3 separate regions of the Mus musculus genome follow, and all the other regions are linked to region 3. The links are chromatin contacts, called in public HiChIP or PLAC-seq maps. All regions are on one chromosome and are shown on one strand. The core of a region is the stretch at or near the end of the contact, and the rest is flanking DNA. Distances in the headings are between cores, read along the strand shown.

Region 1 (4,201 bases), core at 624-3,123, 260 kb before region 3:
GTAGTCTCTCTAGGCTGACCTGGAGCTCAGTTTTACCGTAGGCTGGCTCAAACTTTGATCTTCCTGCCTCAACCTCCTAAGTGCAGGTCTGTGCTGTCATGTGTGCTCCACATGGCCTCTTGGTGCTGACCAGTATGTGGGACTTCCCTGGAGGGGCAGGTTTGTGTACTCCAGCTCCCCCATAAACCCAGGACTGCCCTGCAATGAAGGGCTCTAGGCTAAGAAATGTTGAACTCCATTGTAATGGGGGGAGCACCACCGTTTGTGTTTGCCTGTGTGTTGTCTGTGTACCACAGTGCCTGTGAGGTCCAGAAGAGCCATTAGATCCTCTGGAACTGGAGGTACAGACAGTTGGTAGCTGCTATGTAGGTGTGGGAATTGAACCCAGGTCCTCCGGAAGAGCAGCCTGTGCTCTTAACCATTGAGCCATCTCTCCAGCTTCATGGAAACCCATTAGTTTTGAGCTGTGTATGCAGCCATGCCCCTCAGTTTTAAGTTTTAAATTTCAAGTGCTTATAGTAGGCATGGAAAGTCTCAGCTTTTAAGTACAAACAGATCTTCTAGCCGTAGATTGTCTTTACATACTGGCATATTCATAGATTATTGTGAAATTGAATACTAATTAATTCCTAGCGATTGGCTTGTCTGGGTTTCCTCCTCTACAGCCTAGATTAACCTTAAGCTTGTACAACCCCTGCCTCAGCCTCCCCAGTGTTGGGGTCGCAGGCCTGAGCTCACACCCCTTAAAGTGGCTTGCTTTTTACTGAAAGGGCACTAATGGGCTTGGAGGTTTGTGTTTCCATGCTAGTGGAAGCATCTGTGGCTGGTGACAGACCTGGAAAGGGAGTATTTAACACAGAACACACTGTGTCCATGAAGAGAGACGCGGGACGCTGTTTGCTCTACAAGGAAAATGGCTCTCTGTGCTTGTGCTGTGCACTGTCTCTGTTGCTCTCTAAGGTATGGCTTGCCGGTGAACTTCCAAGCAATGCTCCTTCAGCCGAATAAGAAGTCAGTGAAGAAGCTAAGAGAAGTGCTGCACGAGTTGTACAAGCATCTGGACAGCAGTGCGGCTGCCATCATTGACGTGAGTGCACCTTAGCCTAGGGCAGTAGGACTTGGGAGGTGGAGAAAAGACTGCATGAGGATTCTCAGAAGCATGGACACCAGGCCATTTGTGTCCCCTGAGCACCCCCTTTCTTAGGTAAACGTTCCATGGCTGTATATACTAGCTGCAGCTGTTCTGGGTATTTCTAGAAGCTCATCATTGTTTTGTTATATGTATCAGATGTTTATAGTTGCAGACGTTCAGGAACAACCAATGTTCTAATTGTTTTTAAAAATTGTAGATTGCGGACAGGAAGGAAATATGAAATTATTTCAGTTTTGTTTTGTAGAAGTAATAGTAGATTAGCAATTTATGTTTGTATTTATTTTGGAAGGGCGTGCGTGTGTACGTGTGTGTGTGTGTGTGTGTGTGTGTGTGTGGTTATCATTTCACTGTATTCTTGGGCTTTGATTTACAGTTTAAATTTCACAGATCTTGCTGGTTTTCTCTATAGTTTATGATCTTGTGTATAGGAAAAATGAAAAATTAGTTTTCTTGATAAGAGAAAATGTAGGAAATAACTTGATATCTTAAAATCTTGGAGAAACTAAGAATCCTAAGTCTTTGGTACAAATTTTGCTCTCACTAAATTCTTACAAGGCACAAATAGATCTGGAATCTTTCAAACCACACTTGGTTTATTTAGATACTACGTTTTAAAAGCCTTGTGTCCTAAACCCAAGATTTAAAAAGTTACCTCTTACAGTTCTACATAGTAAACCGGGAAAGTCATGGTTCAGTCAGTCAGACAGGCTTTGGGGCGGAGCCTGGCCTGGCTCCCTCTCCGTGACTCAGCAGGCATAGGCTCTTCCTGTTCTTACAGCTAAGTGAAGACTTAGATTAAATTCATGTACATGCATGACTTCAGCCAGACCAGGTATCCGTAAAAGACCTTGTAAGCAGCTGACTGCTGTTTGTGGTTTTTCTGCAGGCTCCCATGGATATCCCTGGCCTAAACCTGAGTCAGCAGGAATACTACCCCTATGTGTATTACAAGATTGATTGCAACTTGCTGGAATTCAAGTAAACTGAGCTCCTCCCAGTCAATCCTGGCCTTGTGTTGGTGTTGCTCACACAAGTAACTCTCATAACTCTCACGCCCTCTGCTTGCTCCTTCCCCTTCCCCTAGATGAATTTCTCATGTGGTCCATATCTCAACATTTGCTTTTTAAAGAAAAATATATATATTGTTTCTTTTTATTGATCAGGTCTGTAAATGTGTACTGAAAAAAATCAGAGTTTATTTATAAATAGAATAGTTTATTTAAAGAGGTATTTTCCTCCTTGATATCATGGTATGCATAATTCTGTGTGTTACTGTTGTGCACAGCCTTGTTTACAGGGAATGGTCTAAGCATACCATTTCATTCACTGTATTAGTAGACATAACTGTTGAGTAGTTACTAAGTTGTGATGTAGTGCTATGTGACAACGTTCAGGTGTGTGCTTTTGGAATGCTCTGACTATCTTGTCAGCACTGTTGACCCCACAGGACAGAATAAAAGAACCTGTGCCCACTGTGCTGTGTGTGACTTGAGAGGCTCCAGGGGCCGCCGCCTCCTGGGCTGCTTCAGGGGCTGCTGCTGCCGAGCTCTGAGCACTCCTGTCTGACTCGCATAGGATTTAGTTGTGCCAAATTTGGGTCAGAGCGCAAATCAGAAGGTTATTTTTCCAACACATGGTGATATTTATATTTGGACACTGGGCGTTTAGCTCTCTTAAATAAGAAGTGGGACCAGTTTTGAATAAAGTGTAGCAAAACTATGCAGTGCTAGTCATTTATTTTGTCTAAGTCTTTACGTTTGTTTTTTTGATGTTGATAATCATAAAGGCCTCACTTTTACTTTGCCTTTCTGGTACAGTCCCTGAAGTGAACAACTTGACGTAAAATTTAGGAAGAACTCAGGGTGGAGTTGAGGTAACACTGTACTCCTGTAAGTCACACAGCTTTGTGAGTGGAGAACTAGTCTGCACTGCCTTATCCGTTAGAAAATCAGCCGTCAGCAGCTTTGCTATTTGGGATTTTGCATTTTGTTTCATAAGTAATTATCTACTAGTAACATACAAATGTCTACAAAGCAGAACATGTGAGAGATACCCCTGCCTTGCTAATTTCTACCCTCAGGAGGTTTGTGGCCCTTTCCCATGTCCAACATCTTATCTTACCCAGCTTGTCTCCCTCCTCCCTGCTCCCTCCACTCGCCCTCAACTTAGAGCTTCTTGAAGAAAATAAGGACTATACTGCACGCTGAGACCACGTGGCTGCGGCTCTCCACCTTCCTGACCATGCTGGTCTACCAAGTGTCCCTCACTGCCTTCTGGTGTCGAGGTGTCCAAAGTGCTGCAGGGCCTCTTTACACATCCTTGCATAGGTCTCTGCACTTCAGATGCACCCAGTAAGAGACTCTATGAGTGTATATATTAAAATTTGACACATGCTGCCAAATTACTGGTCAGAATTCTAAATTCCAGACATGTTAGAAATGCAGGCTGTGATTGTCGTTGGCACAGAGTCTCATTACTTAACTCTGGTTGACCTGGAACGCACTGTGTAGATCAGGCTGGCCTTGAAGAGAGCTGCCTGCCTCTGCCTCAAGTGCTGGGATTAAAAGGCAAGGCAACCACATGTGGCAGGGATGCAGTTTTAGTTCCTGTTTCCTGTAGACAGGAGGAAGCTGAACATCTTCCACTTCAGTGTCAAGACATTTTTGTAGGTTTTTTCCTTTCTTTTGCAAGTGCTCTTTGAACCTTAGTATCTGAGGGATGTGGATAAGGAAATGTGTTTAGACAGTAGGCTTTAAGGTTGTGTTTGGGCTCTAATTCTGAACTGAGTGGGTAAAGACCCTGCTCCCGTGTGAATTCTTAGTGTGTGTTTGAAGCTCTGGCACTTTACTGTCCCTTTCGTTGTGTACAATGTTACAGAGGTTGTGAGTCCCAGGCCCATCCCCGTGGAGATGGTAAAAGGCTATTGTAATGAGTAACTGGAACCCCCTATATATGTGCACAGATAGCTCAGTGTTGCCTGGCAGGAGCTTAACACATGTGTTTACTATGGCTGGAAGCTGCTTCACGGTGACTAATATGGGAACATAG
Region 2 (4,617 bases), core at 1,527-4,026, 380 kb before region 3:
TGTCTGGTGATTCAGAGCCATGAGTAACCCCAGCTCAAGGAAACTGGCCTCCATGGGTACTTATGCTCACATGAACATACCCTTCCCACACACAACTAAGCAAATGCATTTCTAACAACCTAGATAAATAAATACATAAATATTATCTATAGACATATATAATTTCAACACCATTTTGATGGGCACCTTGATAATGTGGTAGAGTTACTGCGTTACAATGTTCTTAGGAAAATAAACGATCAGTCTGTCACTTTATTGTTATTGAATCTCACTGTAGCCCAGGCTGGCCTCAAAACTCTCAATAATCATCCTGTCTTCATGTTGGGAGAGCTGGGATTACAGGCATGAGCCACCGCACCCAGCAACTACCAGGAAGAAGTCTGTTCATGGGGCTTTGGAACTGTGATAGGATTGACGTAAGTGTTCCGTCTAGAGTACAGGCGGGTACAGAACGAGCTTTCAGAAGTCAGAGCGGCTAAGCTGGATCCTGCCCCACCTTTATTAGCTGTGTGCCTCTGAGCAAGTTCCGCATCCTCTCTGTGGCTGTTCCTTGAACTAAATGGAGAGGGATAATAATAAATGGCTGATAGAAAACAGTGCACTTCTTGGTACTATTGTGTGTGTGTGTGTGTGTGTGTGTGTGTGTATGTGTCCCCAGTTCACAAATAGGTACTCTGAAAACACAAAGCTGTTGAGTCCTTAGTAAAAGAAAATGTAAGGTGAGTTTGATTCAGCTGAGACATAACAGCTTGAGAACCCCAAGCTGGGCTAATTCTGGAGACGGAAGCCCCAGGTCTGGATTTTTGAGTTGTAAGCTTGGCACACTTAGGAACTGCGGCTCTGGAACATTGGACACAGTAGGCTGGGAGTTGGATGGAGGAAGAGATTAAATAGAGCCAGAATAGTGAGTCTGACCTCACTTACTCTGACAGTGACCCTTTGTATGGACACAGTTGGGTGACGTACAAAGCTGGGGCGTTGTCAGCAGAGAGCCGGTTCAGATGAGGAGAGAAGGAAAAGGTAAGGCAAACGTGGTGGAGCCTGTTCAGCGCCTGCGCAGTCTTGGTCTCCCTCTCTGAGCCATGTGACCCTTGGGCTAGGTACAGCTGCAGCAGCAGCAGCAGCAGCAGCAGCAGCAGCCTCAGCAGCAGACAGCTAGCAAATAAACCCTCGAGCAATGGGTGCAGGATGGGGATGATGGCTCAGTGGGTTAAAGTGCTTGTTTCATAAGTGTGAGGACTTCAGATGCCCCGAACTCAAGGGCAGCTGGATTCGTGGCAGTCTGTAACCTCAGTGCCCCCGTGATGAGATAGGAAACAGAGACAGGAGAAATCTCAGAGGCTCTCGGGGCAGCTTCCCTGGCATGCACATCACTGAACAGTAAAAGATACCGACTCACACACAGACACAGACACAGACACACAGACACACAGACACAGACACAGACACAGACACAGACACACACACACACACACACACACTCTCTCTCTCTCTCTCTCTCTTTAAACAAATGAATGAAAAAGGAAGCTTTCAGTGTAAACAAAGTCTCAGAGGAAAGGCTGAAGAGCCAACTCAGCGGGGAGCTGTTCACACTTAACCTGAAGTGAGGAACTTGGAAACACCTTGGGAAGAACATGGAAGTGTCTTCCAGGCTAAGAGAACAACCATTGGGACCAAAAATGAGCATGTTTGTCCAAAGCTGGTAAAAATATCAAAGGATGGGAACATGAGCACACAAGAGTGACCCAGGATGTCCTCAAAAGTTAGATGGGAGTAAGGGGTAGGGGGATGAGGTGGCTCAGTGTATAAAGGTGCTTGCCACCAAGACTCATGTCATGTCCTGGTATGAACTCCCACAAGTTGTCCTCTGAGCTCTACAATTGACCAACTCTGTGTGTGTGTGCATGTGTGTGTACATGCACATGTGCGTTCGATGCTTCTGGAGTCTAGAAGAGCTTGATGAATCCCCTGGAGTTGGAGTTACAGTGGTTGTAAGCCACCTGACATGGGTGCTAGAAATGAAGTTCCAGTCCTCTGCAAGAACAGGGTACTCTCAGCCTCTGAACCATCTCTCCAGCTCCTGTCAAAGCCTTTCTTACTGGGATCAAGCTTATGGTAGGCCAGATTCCAGTTCTCATGGTGAGAACCAAAGCTTAGAAGGGAAGAGATTCGTGGCAGTGTGCAGCTGTAAACCCTGCACTTAGGAACTAGAGACCAGAAGGGGCCAACCTTGGCTACATACAGAGTGCAATCCTAGCCTGGGCTATCTGAGACTGTCTCAAATAACCAAAAACACCAGCAAAAACCAAGAAAGGAGCCAAGTGGTAGTGGCACACACCTTTAATCCCAGCACCTGGAAGGCAGAGGTAGGTGAGTCTGGTCTACAGAGTGAGCTCAGGACAGCCAAAGCTACACTGAGAAACTCTGCCTTGAAATGCCAAAAAAGAAAACAAAGAAAAAGAAAGAAGGAAAGAAGGAAGGAAGGAAAGAAAGAAAGAAAGACAGACAGACAGACAGACCAAGAAGGAAAGAAAAGGAAAAATCACCTTTTCCTCCCCCATGGCACTCAGAGCAACAGTCAGGTGCTCTGTCTTACCTGGAACTCTGAATCATGAGGGTGTACCTTAGAGAGGCAGCATCATTTAAAAGTGATTAGGATAACTGTTGTAGAGTCTGGAGTGCAAAGAGATGAGTGTTCACAAGCAGCAGAGTCCACATACAATGACCAACATCTGGATGGTGAAAGGGTGGGTCCCTTAGCAAGCCATTTTGGAGTTTGCTGCTGACGCCATCCTGAGCTTCCTTCCTAGCCTTCCTTCTTGTTCTCTGAGTTCCTGAGTCACCTATTAAGTAAATTCTTCTTCCATTGAAAAGTTTGCCACTGTTGTTTTCTGTGGTTTGAAAACAGCATCTTGACTAATACAGCAGGAACATGAGTCACAGTTTCAAAAGATACGTCTGTTAAGATAGGAGTGCTGGCCCGCAGGCTGAGCCATCTGAGGGCAGAGACTGGCTGAGCATCTGAGGCCAGCCTGGGCTAAATAGTGAAAGGGACCCTATCCGCCCATTGACATGTCTCTGTGTGCTGCCACAGGGATCCCCCAGTGACCACACTGGGTGGGGGCTCAGATCAGTGCCTCTTCAGGGCTCATCAGAGAAACTTTCTCTTACAGTGCTTAACACTGAGACCTACCATGTGCAGAGAGTGAGAGACTCTGGACCACCCAGTCCTCAGTGGGGCATTGTTATCAACCCCCACTTCTACCCCCTCCCCCCCAAGGCTCAGGGATCTATGTGGAAGAGGAGGCAGAAAGATTGTTGGAGCCAGAGGTGATGGAGGACCCCAAGGAAGCAGTGTCATTGGCACACAGCAGGGCTGATGCATATGTGCACTGACAGAGACTATGGTGGCATGCACAGGACCTGCACAGGTTCAAGCCTGACTGAGAGGAAGAGGTAGACATGAGCTCCCACCCCTAATTAAGAAGCTACTTACACTAGCTACTTGCTATCAAAGAAAAAGTAGTTTTCTCCGACGGAGTCTAACTGGATATACTAAGCATACTGCAGAGCAGGCCCCATGCCCAGGAGTAGCTGGCCAACACCAAAGTCTAGGATATTTTTGTTGTTGTTGTTTTTGCCTCTCTTTGGTTTATTTTTTGAAATTTTTTTGTCTTGTTCGTCTATTAATTGTTTATTTTCCATTTTGTGAGAATTTTAATATGTGGTTTCTGGGTTTTCTGTTTGTTTATGAGAAAGGGGGGAGAGAGAAATTGGGTGGGTAAGGAGGTAGAGAGGAGGAGAGGATCAGGGAGGAATTGGAAGAGGAGAAAATAGGATTGAAAGATACCGTATGAAAAAAATTTCAGTACAAGAAATGTTTAAAAGTCAAACCAAACCAAACAGAGCAAAGACATTACTGCTCTATAGAAACTAGAAGGCTAAGCGTGACATCTTCTCTAAAGGGAGAAGGGGGCTACATATCAGCCAAGAGCCAGCCAGAAGCAAAACATTATTGAGTATGCCAAAATAGAGTGACCTTAGGATAAAGAGTGGGCAGTCAGCAAACATCCCTGGCCTCAGGATGGCGAAGGAACTCTTCAGAACCCCAATCTGGAGCCTGGATAAGTTCCTAGAGCATCACCTCCTTCCGGACACCACATTTCTTCCTGAGGTCAGAGCAGACGTGGAGTTCATATGTGCTTTCCTGATGGAGAGATGCTTCCAAGGTGCTGCCCACCCTGTGAGGATCTCCGGGGTCGTGTAGGGTGGCTCCTAGGATGAACACACCATGCTCAAGGGTAAGTCAGATGTGCGGCAGTGGGCGCCGGGGCGGGGGGGGGGGGGGGGAGTGAGAGAAAACCCGTGTCCTGCCAGAGTTCCGGTGCCCTGGGTGGGCAGATGCGGGAGGACTGCTGCAGCTTTCCACGCGGCCCCAGGTGGGTGTGTGGCTATGTGAAGCCACTGACCCCATTCGGCAGGTGGTGGACAAGGGGCAGCTCTAGTTACCAGGTTCCCAGCCTCCAGCGTTCCACACTGGACACCACGGAGGAGCTGAGAACAGAATGCCCCCCCCCCCGGGGGCGGCTCATCAGCCCTGGGGGCTGAGGGGAGGGG
Region 3 (4,400 bases), core at 1,318-3,817:
CTTGTAGGTCATTCCCCTGCCTGTCTGTGTGTTTATAATCATATCAAGAAGTTAATGCAGATTGGATGAGCTTTGGATATTTTCCAGGAACTTATTTAGTGTTTTTAACTTTTTAACAGGCTAAGAGGGATGCTAAGCGGATGTCTGCAAGAGAAGTGGCTATTAATGTTACAGAGAATATTCGGCAGATGGACAGAAGTAAAAGGGTCACCAAGAACTGCATCAATTAGCAGTGCCCGGATCTGGAGGCAGATGAACTTCTTGGTGGAGTCTAGTCAAAGAATCCTGAAGAAGTTGATGTCACTCGATGAGTGTGGATGCCTCTGAGTGACACACGGCCACCCAACGCTGTGACGAACATCTCGGTTTCCTGTTTATCACATATAGAAAATACATCGAAAAGTCCTGAAATATGTTCATAGATTGCCAAAATGTGGTTTGTTTTTCCCCTCTGCAGCTTCCGTAGCATGGTCTGCTGTAGCCATGGTGACTGGCACAGAAAGGCTGGAGTAACGGAATCCCTGTCAAGGAGCTCACACTCGTGCAGAGCTTTCTCAGTGTGTGGTTGCAGACAAACTCCTTCTTTCCTCCTTTCCTTTTAAATACGGCCACCACAAAATTTACTGTTTTCACTTAAGAGCTGGCTCCCAGCCAACTCTAAATCCAGAAATACAAGAATCCAAAAAACCAGAGAGACTTGGAACGAGCTGAATCAGTCCCAGCTTCACGTGCTGGCTCCCCGGTGCCTACTCGGTGTCTTTGAGAGGTGTCTATGAGACACGCACATGCACACGCGCGCACACACACACACATACCTGTTTCTCCTCTACCTGGAAAGGACTCCCAGGCTAGCATCCAGGCGTTGGCTTCCAAACCAGAATGTCACATGCCTGTGGCCTTTGCTCCCTTTGGGACCTAGCTTCATGTTGCTTTTCCCCATAGCTTTCCAGTTCCCTATTGTTCTGGTGGGCTTTGTACCTTCAGTCAGGTGGTCATTTGCAGCTGGACACCACTCACAGGGGGGAAAGTGACCTAGGAACACATGGTGGCACACGTGATACCCCTTTGGCCCTTCTGTACACAGCCCCAAGGACCATGTTATTTTTGGTATCTGCAGAGTAATTAGTTTGGAAAGCCAGAGGCTGGTTGATGTATATTCCTGTTGACATAGTCTAACAAGGCACTCACTGTATTGAAAAACAGGCACCAACATGGTAAAGCGATGCTTTGATAGGAACCCTTCCCCAGCATTCCTAAGCACACCTTCCTGCAGAGTATGACACAGCATGAGTCTGAAAGGACTGTTAACATGCTTGGGCTTATTAAGGTCCAAGTCATATCAAACTGTACCAACAAACTCACATCTAGCAGCAATAGTAGTCTGGCGGCATGCTTACGTGACAGTTCAAGAGAAGTCACCCAAGCGGATTAAGATGCAGATGCTCACTGCTGTCTCTGACTTATTTCTCCAACACAAGTAGAACTGTAGACTGTATGTTTATTAGTGTTAAGATTCACTGCCAACCTTGTGCCAGCTACAGTAACAGTCGCAGAGGGATTTGGAGTCGGGAAGTCACGACTGTACTTCTGACTCTGTGAGGAGGCTTGGTACTCAGGAGACTGACACGGACCCTGTGGCACAAGACCAATGATTGCAGTGGAATCTCACACTTAGGTAAAGGTAGCTTTCTGTCAATCACAGATGTATGTCTTCTCCTTTGCCGTATACACCACAGTTCCCCCGCCACCCCCAACCTCTCTCATCTTGACTCCTTGTCAAAGGGCTTTTAGGGAACTTCATGTTCTGACAATTTAACTAATAAAACAAAAGCAAGCCCCGTGACTCCTGTGTCCTCAGCGGCATTGCTGGGCAGGAGTCCTTCCACAGGGTTGGCCATGGGTCCAATCCTGCAAGCTCAAGGGCTTGCGCTCCAGGGCATGTGCGCTGTGTTTTGACATGCTGCTTCCCCAGTTGATGCTATCGGCCATGGGCTAAGGCCGGCTTCTCTTCCCAACTCTGTGTTTGCCTCAGCTCATTGGAATTTACCATCTGGGAAAGTTGTCTCTGCAAATACAGAAACACGTTCTCACTCTGCGAGGAGAAGGGAGGGAGGGAGGGAGGGCCTGTGATCTGGCACACCATTGAAATTTCCATCTGGCAAGTTTTAAATGTGTGTTTAAAGCAGGAACTGACTCTTACTATCCTAGTGGGATAACACTTTCCATTCTGAAGTTTGTGTCAATAAAGTCATTAATTTCAAACATATGTGAATGGTTACAGAGGCTCTTTACTGGAACCTTAAATCTGTATGCACAGCTGGTTAGAATTTTTTGAAACAAAGGCGTTTCACATAAGTCAAACAGCCCTATGAATTAGATGAACTAGATATGGGGGCTGCAATTAGCTCTAACTTACACTTACAGAGGGATTTATAACTTTTTAGCCAGGAATTGGTGACCTGGGATGCCAGATAGGAATGTCAGCCAACGATCAGTGCTTCCTCACCATTCCCGTACCTGACTCAGAATGTCCAGCATAGTTGAAACAGATATCGAGAGGGAGAACTGTCTCATACCCTGAAACTGAGCCAACCCCAAGCTTAGGAGGACAGGGGATGACTGGAGAGGGCTATGATTAGAGAGCTGGGGCCAGCCTGGGATCACTTAGCCTTCTGGACAGGGTAAGCCTGGCCTTGTATGAGAAGGCTCTCTGGGTTAAGGTCAGGAAAGAAGTTCATAATTGAGGAAAGAATAAACTGTCCTTATAATAGGTGTCTGGGCCTAAAGATTAGGAACTGAGGGCTACCTAGGTTGCAGCCAATGCCCTGCATTCACAAGATGTTCCTCTAGCTGCCCGTCTCCCCAGTGCACTCAGACCTATTTGACCAACTAACCTCCATTTGTGGCCGCTCCCCAGTGTCACAGAAAGACCTCTCCTCCATATCTGTTTCTCTAAGCAGGGTCTCCAAGGAGGGGCTGTTTTGCTGAAATCAGATCAAAGGCATGGTTTATTCAGCTGCCCTGCTGTACAAACATTGGAATTCTATGTACATAGATCCAGCAGGCACCCCTCACTGAAAACTCCATATACATTCTTTCCTTCTCTGCCAATCATACATTGATTTATAATAAGCACTGCACTTGTGAGTCTCCTTTTCCTCCTGCTGCTTAGAATGTGGAGGGAAAAGCTGCAGACATACTGGTCCATTGGGACAGTATGTCACCTGTCCTTGGCAGTGGAGCAACCAAGCTATTTGAAGCTATGCCAAACGGAGCAACAAATCGGAAGAAGACGGGGTTCCTGGTTCTATGCAACCTCCCTGAGCCCAGAACTGTACATACTTAGGCCATCTGAAACCAAGAAATATACATCTGCTTTATTTAATCTACTCTTACAGGTTACAATTCATCAGCAAACCTAATTCATTTTCTCTTGAAGAACTGGAAGGTCTTTGTCCCTGGTCCCTTGGTACCAAGTTTGCTGGAGCTGATGTCTGCATATCTAGAACTGGTGCCTGCAGACCAGTGTGACGTACATATAGTAACTCCGCCTTTGTCACCTGCCTGAGGTGCATGGCTGTGCAACCCCTCTCCAAATATCTGGTTTTCTTGTTCTTATAAGGGTCTTTCAAATACAGATTGTCCCTCATCATTTCCACAAGTCTGGGAAGTAGCTAATCTTGGAGAATTTCTCTGAGGAGGTAAGTTGCAAGTATGATCCAGTAGCTAAAGGTATGCGCTTATTCACTTTCATGTACTATATTTATTAAAAAGTTTTGATGTGCCAGAAATTGGAAATTATTGCATCTGTCTGTCTGTCTATTTATTGTTTTTATTGTTCTACTAAAATATTATCTCCTCAAGAGCAAGGGCCATGTCTACTTTATTGCCAATTTCTAGTACATTAAAGCTTTTCAAAAAATATAGACTGCATTTTGATCTTATTTATGCCCCCAACTCTCTCAGATTCCTTTTCCACCCCCTGCTAACCTCTTCTTCACTACTACCCTCCACCCTCACCCCAGTTTCTTGTTGAAGTGTCTATAGTGAGATTATTCATGCAGCACTCTACAGTTCCCGTCACTGGTGATAAGAACATTTCCTGCATCAGTTTAGAGAAGGTAGTTTCCCTGGGTTTTATCTCCTTCTCTCAGGAGGAAAAAGAGTCAGAGCTTTACTCTTAGAACATTTTCTAAAGTGCTGTTAGGTCTATTATATATTGCTATATGTGTGGATGTTTTTGCCCGATGTATGCCTGAGCTACCTGGTATCCTTGAAGGCCAGGAGATGTTGGTTGAATCTGCCAGGAAGGAGTTTATAGGTAGTAGTGAACTACCATGTGCATGCTGGAAATTAAGCCCAGTTCATCTGAAAGCGTACATCTGGAAGAATCGCCAGAG

What was found. HiChIP or PLAC-seq counts read pairs in DNA pulled down with a chosen protein or histone mark.
Region 1: a contact with region 3 is called in a CTCF HiChIP or PLAC-seq map of the NIH/3T3 cell line, with 15 read pairs. The contact joins two enhancer-like sites. A contact is called at or near these places in 1 of 15 datasets of contacts at CTCF or cohesin (the NIH/3T3 cell line) and 1 of 115 datasets of contacts at active chromatin or transcription factors (extraembryonic endoderm stem cells).
Region 2: a CTCF HiChIP or PLAC-seq map of the NIH/3T3 cell line shows a contact between it and region 3, with 6 read pairs. The contact joins two enhancer-like sites.

What each region holds. Positions count from the first base shown.
Region 1 is chr15:38,689,573-38,693,773 of GRCm38.p6, forward strand. It overlaps Atp6v1c1 (ATPase, H+ transporting, lysosomal V1 subunit C1), which reads left to right. Exons shown (of 13, transcript NM_025494.3): 12 at 961-1,087; 13 at 2,040-2,872. The coding sequence ends at 2,135. Among named protein-coding and RNA genes, the nearest start is that of Atp6v1c1, 30 kb to the left of the region's middle. Within about 2 kb of position 1,874, at least 109 of the 459 cell types and tissues checked have an H3K27ac peak or open chromatin away from gene starts, as enhancers often do. A contact at or near this core is called in the NIH/3T3 cell line, where this site is marked.
Region 2 is chr15:38,569,910-38,574,526 of GRCm38.p6, forward strand. All of the region lies in intron 2 of 2310043O21Rik (RIKEN cDNA 2310043O21 gene), which reads right to left. The region is part of intron 2 of Gm41309 (a long non-coding RNA gene); the gene reads right to left. It also overlaps the pseudogene Gm29697. Among named protein-coding and RNA genes, the nearest start is that of 2310043O21Rik, 23 kb to the right of the region's middle. Within about 2 kb of position 2,777, at least 37 of the 459 cell types and tissues checked have an H3K27ac peak or open chromatin away from gene starts, as enhancers often do. A contact at or near this core is called in the NIH/3T3 cell line, where this site is marked.
Region 3 is chr15:38,948,999-38,953,398 of GRCm38.p6, forward strand. It overlaps Baalc (brain and acute leukemia, cytoplasmic), which reads left to right. Exons shown (of 2, transcript NM_080640.6): 2 at 120-2,266. The coding sequence ends at 230. Among named protein-coding and RNA genes, the nearest start is that of Baalc, 17 kb to the left of the region's middle. Within about 2 kb of position 2,568, at least 88 of the 459 cell types and tissues checked have an H3K27ac peak or open chromatin away from gene starts, as enhancers often do. A contact at or near this core is called in the NIH/3T3 cell line, where this site is marked.